2 separate regions of the Bos taurus genome follow, and region 2 is linked to region 1. The links are chromatin contacts, called in public Hi-C maps. All regions are on one chromosome and are shown on one strand. Each heading gives the region's core, a stretch centred on a gene start, on an enhancer-like site or on the middle of the called end of the contact. The rest is flanking DNA. Distances are from core to core; before and after follow the strand shown. Region 1 has its middle 54 kb from the start of PLCL2. Region 2 overlaps PLCL2 (phospholipase C like 2).

Evidence for each region. A called contact is a pair of places that touch in the nucleus more often than the background predicts.
Region 2: a contact with region 1 is called in a Hi-C map of liver, with 3 times the contacts expected there. The contact joins two enhancer-like sites. A contact is called at or near these places in 2 of 11 Hi-C or Micro-C datasets (liver and skeletal muscle).

The regions. Positions count from the first base shown.
Region 1 is chr1:153,826,102-153,830,378 of ARS-UCD2.0, forward strand. No RefSeq gene overlaps it. Among named protein-coding and RNA genes, the nearest start is that of PLCL2, 54 kb to the right of the region's middle. Within about 2 kb of position 2,165, at least 11 of the 102 cell types and tissues checked have an H3K27ac peak or open chromatin away from gene starts, as enhancers often do. A contact at or near this core is called in liver, where this site is marked.
Region 2 is chr1:154,006,067-154,010,343 of ARS-UCD2.0, forward strand. It overlaps PLCL2 (phospholipase C like 2), which reads left to right. Exons shown (of 6, transcript NM_001192255.2): 2 at 1-255; 3 at 2,963-3,166. Among named protein-coding and RNA genes, the nearest start is that of PLCL2, 130 kb to the left of the region's middle. Within about 2 kb of position 2,230, at least 6 of the 102 cell types and tissues checked have an H3K27ac peak or open chromatin away from gene starts, as enhancers often do. A contact at or near this core is called in liver, where this site is marked.

The DNA of each region.
Region 1 (4,277 bases), core at 915-3,414:
CCCTGTCACGATCTCCTCCACTCACTCATTCACTCATTCAATTCATGTTTACTTGTCAGCTTCGTGCTCAACACAAACGGAGGAACAGGTGGGACTATCCTGTAGGGAACAGAGAGCAGGGCTCCTGTGATGGCCAGTGCTACACCACCTTGATGAGGCCAGAGCTCCTAGACGTTCAAACACCAGTCTAGGTGTTGCCGGAGGTATTCTGTGGATGCGATCAAGTCCGTAATCAATTGCCTTTAAGTAAGGAGAATGTCCTCAATAATCTGGGCAGTCTTGGCTCTGTTGAAGAGTCTTGGAAGCAGAGCCGAGGTTTCCACCTGGGATGGCAGCTCCGGCTCACGCAAGCCCCTCCTGACAGCCTCCTCTGCGGACTTCATCTCCTCCCACCGAGCCCTCTCCATCACGGGAGCCAGTTCCTGTGATGAGTCTTCTACTCCCTGTCTCCTCCTGTTTGGACTCTCTACTTAATCCTGATCTATGAATTAACCTGTTTCACCTCTACTCACTTTCGTCAGCCTTCAGCTCGCAGAGAAAAAGTTGCATCCAGGTGTGCTAAGCAATTGGTCGGCCCCCTTGGTGACACTTCCTCTTTGAGATCTGAGCTGGGGATCACCATTTTAGGTGACCTCCAAGTTTCTGGGAATGAGTAGAACGTGGAGATGGAACTCAAAATGGAAAAAGTAGATGTCAGTCCATGGTGGGTCCCTGGTGTGATGAACCATCAAGAGGCCAAAAGGCCTTGAAAAGCACAGCCAGCCAAGTCATCAGTCCCCATCAACAAAGCAAAGGGTGGGTCACACCAGAGAGAGCCCGCCTTACTTGCTTCCAGGTAACCAGCGCTTCTCCACTTTAGACTTTCAAGGTGGAACAGGCTCATACCACTAAGACCCTCATGGAAACCAACGAGAATGGCATTGTGAGTGTGAGTGTGTGTTCTGGGCTCTAAAAGCTCAGGTCTCCTCCCTGATGTAAACACTCTGATGCGTGGGCTTCCCCAGGGCTCTTTCCAACACCAGCATTCTCTGATCCTCTTTATTAACCAACAGCTTGCACATGAATTAGAATGTTTTTCAGAGTAATAAAGTTTGGTCGTGGATTTGGACGGGCTGTCCTCAGAGAAGCTAAACTGATAAAAACCAGCCTGATCAGTGTGTGTGTGTCTGGGGGCTGCAGCCTCCTAATATTTTGAAAACCTACCTCCTGAGAGACATGTGTACAATTCTGGAACTTATTCAGAATCTGAGAGCTCTGCCAGTTACTGTTGATCACAGTTTCCCCGTTTGCTTTTTGAGGACCAGATTGTGAGAGACACCTTCGCTGCTGAGAGAACACTGGTTTTTCTGAGCGTCTCAGTGAGTGTACCTAGACCTGAAGCTTGGAGTAAATGAGTGTGGAAATGTCTAGAAAAGGAAGACCTGTGTGAGGGGAAGGAAAAAGGCAGCCTCCCGATTTGGGTTAAGGTTAGTTTGATGGAGTAATTAATGAAAAGCGATCAAGAGAATGGATTAATTAATTCTCTTTCAAATCCTGCCGTGGAGACACATATCCAGAAAAGGAGGTCAGTGAACCTAAAATCAGGGGAAGAGCTGCCACAGAAGGTGGTTTTAAGCCTCCAAAGCCGCAGCAATCCCAGTGGGGCATAAATAATGCAGTTTTTAATCAAGCCGTCAGCCCCGAAGTCAGATTCTATCATCCCATGTTCTGTCTGTGCTTCAGAATGGCCAGGGGCCTGCAATCCATCTCTAGATGGAAAAATAACTTGTTTCACAGCTTTAGTATGACTCATTCCCAAATCTATATGGACAGCGTGGTGAAGAACAAAATATGAATTATTTTTTAAAGGCTTATGAATTCCTTGTGGCTGGTATCAGTCTTTTGACCACCCGGAATATTCACGAGGTGGGAGGCCTCCGCACTGCCCTTGACTTTGAAAGACGGTCCTCCGAGCCCAGCCGTTGGAATGGCCCCTGTGGTCCCGCAGGCCTCGGCTCAGGTGGTACCCACTCTGCAGGGGGAGACAGAGCGGGCTCTGGGATGCCAGGCTTCGCCCGGCTGGCCCGCCCCCGGCTCGGTGGAGCCCCGCCAAGCCCACAGTTGCTGGTTCTGTCCCCACACTGCCCCGCCCCCGTCGTCAGCCGTGAAAGATGTGTCCAGCTGTCCCGGGTGAGCGGCGCCCGGGACTGCCCCGGTGTGGCCTTAACGTTTAGTAAAGCACAGCCTCTTAGCTGTGAAGCAATTTAGTGAAAGCCTCTCTGGAGCTTAAACTCAGCTATTTTCTGTTTTCTGGTTCTTTATTCCACTTTATTCCTTTCTGGCTGGGCTGTGTTTCCATTTCCTTCAAAAGGCGTGGTTCCTATCTCATCCAGCAGAAATGTCAGTCTTGTTTCTAAAACCGTCCTTTTCTGCTCCCCTACCCTCATGTCTTTATCTTTGGAAAACAGATATTTAGCCCCACAACACGTGGAGGTCCTCTTTCCAGCGCTCTCTTTTAGAATCAGCTGGTCCAGCTCTGAGTCCACAGAATGCTCCTATGCTCTACGTGAAGTTCGACGCATGTATTGATACATTTTGTGAAACAGAATGTGAGCCACTGCCAGTTTTTTGGCCTGTTATTTCGTGGTTTTTTGCATGGGAAAAGCATGACACTGAATTTTGGATGTGCTCTTCTATTTCTTGAACAAACTCTAGCAGTTGCTATCTGTCAGATCCAGGGGATTTCAAACACTGATAGGTGATGTTTTAAAAATGACAGAATATGTATCTGGAAATGTGCTTCATTTCACAAGAGCACCCGTGGTTTCTTGCTGCTGGTATTGGAATGATCGAGCGTTGGACTTTATGCTTTTCCACTCTCATGTTTTCCTGAAACTAGCTGAGTGCATTGAGCCAATTCTGTTGCTGTCAGATGGATTTCCTGAATTGCTGGCTTCAAGTACTTTGCTCCCTTTTCTGACACTCTGCTTCTATTCATAGCCGACAGATAATCGGAAGCCAGGGTCAAGGGCAGCTGTTGAATGCTGATTGGCAGCTGGCAAGGTGTGGCGACTGCCATCTGGTCATGCCAGGTCCAGATAGCACTGCCAGAGTTTACTTAATTCAGGCAGAAGCAGTTAACTCCAGCTTGTGTGCGGAAGCAAACCTAGTTAACCGTTCTGTACACTCCAGGTAGTCAAATTGGTTCCCAAGTTTAGACACAGGTTAGAAATTAAAAACAGCACGGTCTGAAGTCATGGGGTCTGTGCAATACGCCTTTCCTCTCCCTCCTGATTAGGATTCAGAGATAGAAGGATGTGTTTCTCCATCCCTTCCTGACAAATAGCATTGGGTACTTTTAACAGAACATGAACAAGAAAGCTGATTTCTGTAGCTCAGAGGGATGAATATTTTCATAGCTCCCCAAGTATTGGAAGTGAGAGAAATATTACCTCCATCATATGAACCAACATGGCATAATGGATCGGTACCTCCCAGAAATTAGGTCAGCCCTATGAGAAATGGAAATCAGGCTATGAATACTTTAGATGTATGTTTCATAAATACACGCTTCAGAGCTCAACTCATTGCTTTTAAGTGGTGGATTGTAGGTAACCCCGTTTATTTCATGTCCCAGCACTGTAGGGGTTGAAGGGCTGGTGGGAAAAATGCCTCCTCTGGTGGTTAAAGCTTTGCTGGGATTGATACGCAGCATTCTTGGCAAGACATTGCAGATCCTGCTTTGTAATTGCGACTGACTTTCGCAGTGATCTCCACCATTGTTCATCAACAGGCACTGGGAGTGACGGATGCTGCAGTGTATGGGGAACCATCCCATACACCCCATGAGCATTTTCTTCATCCAAGGACTGACACAGCCAACTTCACCAACTTTCCAAGGGAGGGTTTAGAGTTGGATCGCCCTTTTCAGGACAGAAAACTGAGTCCCGATAAGAATAAGTCGCTCTCCGGGAGCCAGGATGACCCTTGACCTCAGCTTCCCTCTCTGAAGTGTAAGCCCCAGGCAGGGGAGGTGCCAAGAAATCCTTCCATCCATCCTTTGGCAAGTTCTCAGGAAAACGAGGCTTTTTGCCTGGAGATAGTCATTTTAATTTGAGGATAAAAAATCAAATCGCTTTGCTCACAAAAGTTTTCTTTGAGGCTCTCCGCATGTAAACTCTCGTCATTTTCATGTCGGAAGACATGTTTTTAAGGGAAGCTGTGTGGCTTGGTAGCTGAGAGCATCTGCTTTGGGGTCCATTTGGCCCAAGGTTGAATCTTTGCTCCGCCACTTACTC
Region 2 (4,277 bases), core at 980-3,479, 180 kb after region 1:
ACCGGCTACCGCCATGTGCAGCTGCAGTCGCTGACCGGCGAGGTCTTGGCGCACGCGTCCCTGTTCGTGCACGTGGCCATCACCAACCGGAGAGGGGGCGGCAAGCCCCACAAGAGGGGCCTCTCCGTGCGGAAGGGGAAGAAGTCCCGGGAGTACGCGTCCCTGAGGACGCTGTGGATCAAAACTGTGGACGAGGTCTTCAAGAACGCCCAGCCCCCGATCCGGGACGCCACGGACCTCAGGGAGAACATGCAGGTAGGCCGGGGTCCGCCGCCGCAGAGGCTCAGGAGGCTGTTAGAGGGTTCCAGCCAACAGCTGTGTATCTGATCGAAAGTACTTCGTGAATTCCAGTTACTTGTAAGAATGCTCACCCACTGATGTCATTTTTTTTTTTTTTCCCCATCATGTAAATTTCCAAAAGGGCAGTTGGCCCTTCAACACGTTGATGACACTTGGGAATGAGCCGGCCTTGTTGCTGAGCCCAAAGAAGGCCCTGGTCCCTGGTAGCCCCTAAGGAACGCTTTTCCTAAATGCGCAGGTGGGAATCTCTCCTGTTTCTGGGCACTCCTGAGCTGGAGCGCACACACAGCCGGTCAGAATGAAAGAACACGCCCGCCCTTTCTCCTGGGGCGGTCCTGCTGCGGGAATGGCAAGTCTGTAAACGGCCAGCGTCTGAGTGTTGAGCCTGCACTTGACTCTGGAGCCCAGCAGTCTAGTTGTTTCAGTAAGAGACACATGATGCCTGTGTGTATTAGACATCTAAGATAGTAACCACCTCTGATACCCATAGCAACTACAAGCAGTCAGTCAGAATTATGTATGTAATTAAGTCTTGTCCATGTGTCTAGCAGGATACGGGGGCTGCCAGTGATGCAGAGCAAGGCGTGAGGGCTGCCACACACACACACACCCACACACACACACACCAGCTCCAGCACATAGACACACAGAGACACACACACATACACACCAGCGCCCACATACAGACACACACCAGCCCCTCACACACACACACACACACACACACACACACACACACCCCAACCCTAGCACAGTCACACACACACCCCCCCCAACCCCAGCACACAGACACACACACACACACCAGCCCCTGCACACAGACACACACACACACATACACACCAGCCCTTGCAAACACACACACACACACCCCAACCCCAGCACAGAGACACACACAGACACAGACCAGCCCCCGCACACACACACACCCCAGCCCCAGCACACACACACACACACAAACCAGCCCCTGCACACACACACACACCAGCCCCAGCATGCACGCACACACACACACACACACACACCAGCCCCAGTCTGTGTCCATCCCAAAGATACATGTGTGTAAAGACATACATGTATATAACTATTAAGAGCAGAATGCCAGCAGCAAGTAAAACAAAAAGACCTTCTGGCAGCGGAGAAATGTTATCGTTTGTCTCAAAGCAAAGCATAATGGAAATACAGACAGCGTCCCGTTCGCCCCCCCCGCCCCCCACCCCCCGCAACCCCCCTACCCCCCCCACTCCCCGTCTCCGAGGCTGCCGTGGTCGTGGACCTCAGCCCTGAGCAGGCCGCAGCCATGCCGGCGTGGACGAGAAGCTGCCCGTCGCCCTTCGGGGCTGCGTGTGTCTACGCTGTGTGTGTGCCGTGTGCAGCTGGGGCTGTGACTGGGCCGTGGAGCCTGGGTGGGCAGGATCCCGCAGATGCCTGTGGTTGGGGGTGGGCATTGGGAAGGGGCGGCCGGCGGGGAGCAGGAGACGAAACAACCAGGGTGACGGCAGGTGGAGAAGAAGTCTGGGCTCTGAGGGCCCCCAGCGCTCGCAGGAAGGACTGACAGGCGTCAGCATCCAGGACACTCAACTTGATGACCATATTTAAAGTAGCGTTGATCAAATGTCCCATTTCAAACCGACGTGCTGCTCATCTCCAAGGACTGCGGTGTTTGAGCCCAGAAGGCACAGGTTTGGGGGGCCTGGGCCCCTGCCCTCTAGGCGCCATCCTCAGCCCAGGTCGGGACCCAGGCGTGCCTGGATGTCCCGTGTTTCAGTTAGAATGTCCCTGTTGCGGCAGCGCAGGATCGAGAGTGTCAGCCTCGTCCTGAGCCAACTTCAGGTACCAGCTTGACCCCCTCCCCTGCCGGCCGCGTGACCCCAGACGGACAAGAGGCCACGGCTGAGGCTCGGTTCCTGTGGGCCCAGCGTGGTGGTGGAGGGTCAGACAGGGCCACGTGTAACACGCGTGCCTCCAAGCGGCGCTCAAACGCCCGCTCACGGCTTTCTACAGTGCGGAGGGGCTTCCTTTCACGGGTATTTCTATGGCCTGCCGCTAGTGATTAGAAATAAAGGACATGGAACGCAGGAAGAGGAGCAGTGGGACCCCTGGAGACAGGGCAATGGGCAGGGCAGGCTGTGGTCCCCGGGTTTCCCGCCCGAAACTGCAGCTTCCCCAAAGTTCCTCTAGCTTTGGAACCAGCAGGTGTAAACAGCTGAGAGGGATTCAGGTTCCTACCTGCCAGATGCTCCTCTCCTTTTTGGATGGCTGGCCTACTTGATACTTAGTTGAAGCCTGATTCCATTTTTTTCTCGTCTTTTTGAAAGCAGAAGCCGTTTTTTTTTGTTTGTTTGCTTGTAGTTGCATATCGGTGTTTACACTGCTGTGAACTTTGATCTGAAAAGCGGCTTTGCCCTTCAAAAGAATTTAACTTGTTTGCCTCTTCTGCCCTTTGGATAAATTGGTGTTACAAATGTCTATGACTACGTTTACTTTGGAAAATAGCCCTTTTTCCCCAGGATAAAATAATCATTAACCACGTCTATTGTAACACGGACACTAACCGTTGTGCCAGGCAGCCCCAGGATAACCAGGTGTGCCGAGTACGGCATCCTTGGGACACTCAGCCCCTGCTGAATTACAGAGCGCCTTCTTTCTTCCCACTGAGCAGAATGCAGTGGTGTCCTTCAAGGAGCTGTGTGGTCTCTCCTCCGTGGCCAACCTCATGCAGTGCATGCTGGCGGTGTCTCCCCGCTTCCTGGGACCTGATAACACGCCCCTGGTGGTTCTGAACCTCAGCGAGCAGTACCCCACCATGGAGTTGCAGGGGATCGTGCCCGAGGTTCTGAAGAAGATCGTGACGACGTACGACATGGTGAGTGGCTCTTCGGACTTTCAGGGTGCCGCGGGGGAGAGAGGCGTCTTGGGCCGGTGCCCCTGGTGTGCTCGGGGCTCTGGCTAAGGACTTGGCTTTACCTGTGCGGGAGCGTGGCTACCCTGCCCTTGCTGCATTTGAAAGACTCGAGTGTTTCGTCGTTGCTGTTGCAGAAAGCAGGCCGCGGACACGTGCCTCCATTGGATCAAATAGTGGTCAGCTTTTCAGGAATACATCTGAGTTGCTTTCTAAAGCATACACGATTTTCGACACGCATAGAGTAAGGATTTTTTTTAATCTTTCCTTGCAGCCAGCCATTGATTCACCCATATTTTGTTTTCATTTTTCAAACTGGCAGAGGTGAGAAAGTTAGTTTTATTCTAAAATGCCTTTAAAATAGCCTCAGAGGCAGGTGTCTCCACCACATGCCTGGGCCGTGCAATGCCCTCCCTCCTGAGGGCAGCCACCCCATGGTGCCCATGATTGGTAATCAGCTTAGTGTCAGTGAGGAATCCTCGGGACACCCAGAATGCTGCATTTTTGCACTTGAGGTCTGCCTTGCATTTTCCTGATCGCTCCTGTTCTCGCTGTTCTTTCTGATTGACTGTGACTCTGAGGGGGGCTTCGCGGGTGAGCACCGCCCTTTGGAGCTCAGGGTGTAGCTGCAGCTATCTGAACCCCTGTGGGTGCCAGCGGTCAGGGTTGAGGGTGGGGCTGGACGCTCCCCTCCCAGATGGGCGAGGCTGCCACCTGTGCTCAGAGGCCACAGGCCTCACCCACCCCACCTCCACCCTTGAAGCGGGCGTTAAGACCACAAGACTCCAGGCTGCTTCTGCCGTAGGCTGCTGTGGTCTGAGACGGATCTGGAGGGGCTTTGTGAAGTTTAACAGAAATGTTTGTTTGCTGTTCCATAAGTGGATCAGAAAGCGGCAATTCAGAGGACTTGATACAATTTAAAGAAAAGAAAAAAAGGCTTTCGATCAGTATTTCCCACACCGTGTGCTGAGGAGCCTTGGTTTCTTAGGATGTTAATGTGTCCCCAGGGAGAAAAGATTCCGTGTTGAAATAATTTAGGGGAATACTGGTTTGAGTAAAATCAATCAGCTGTCCT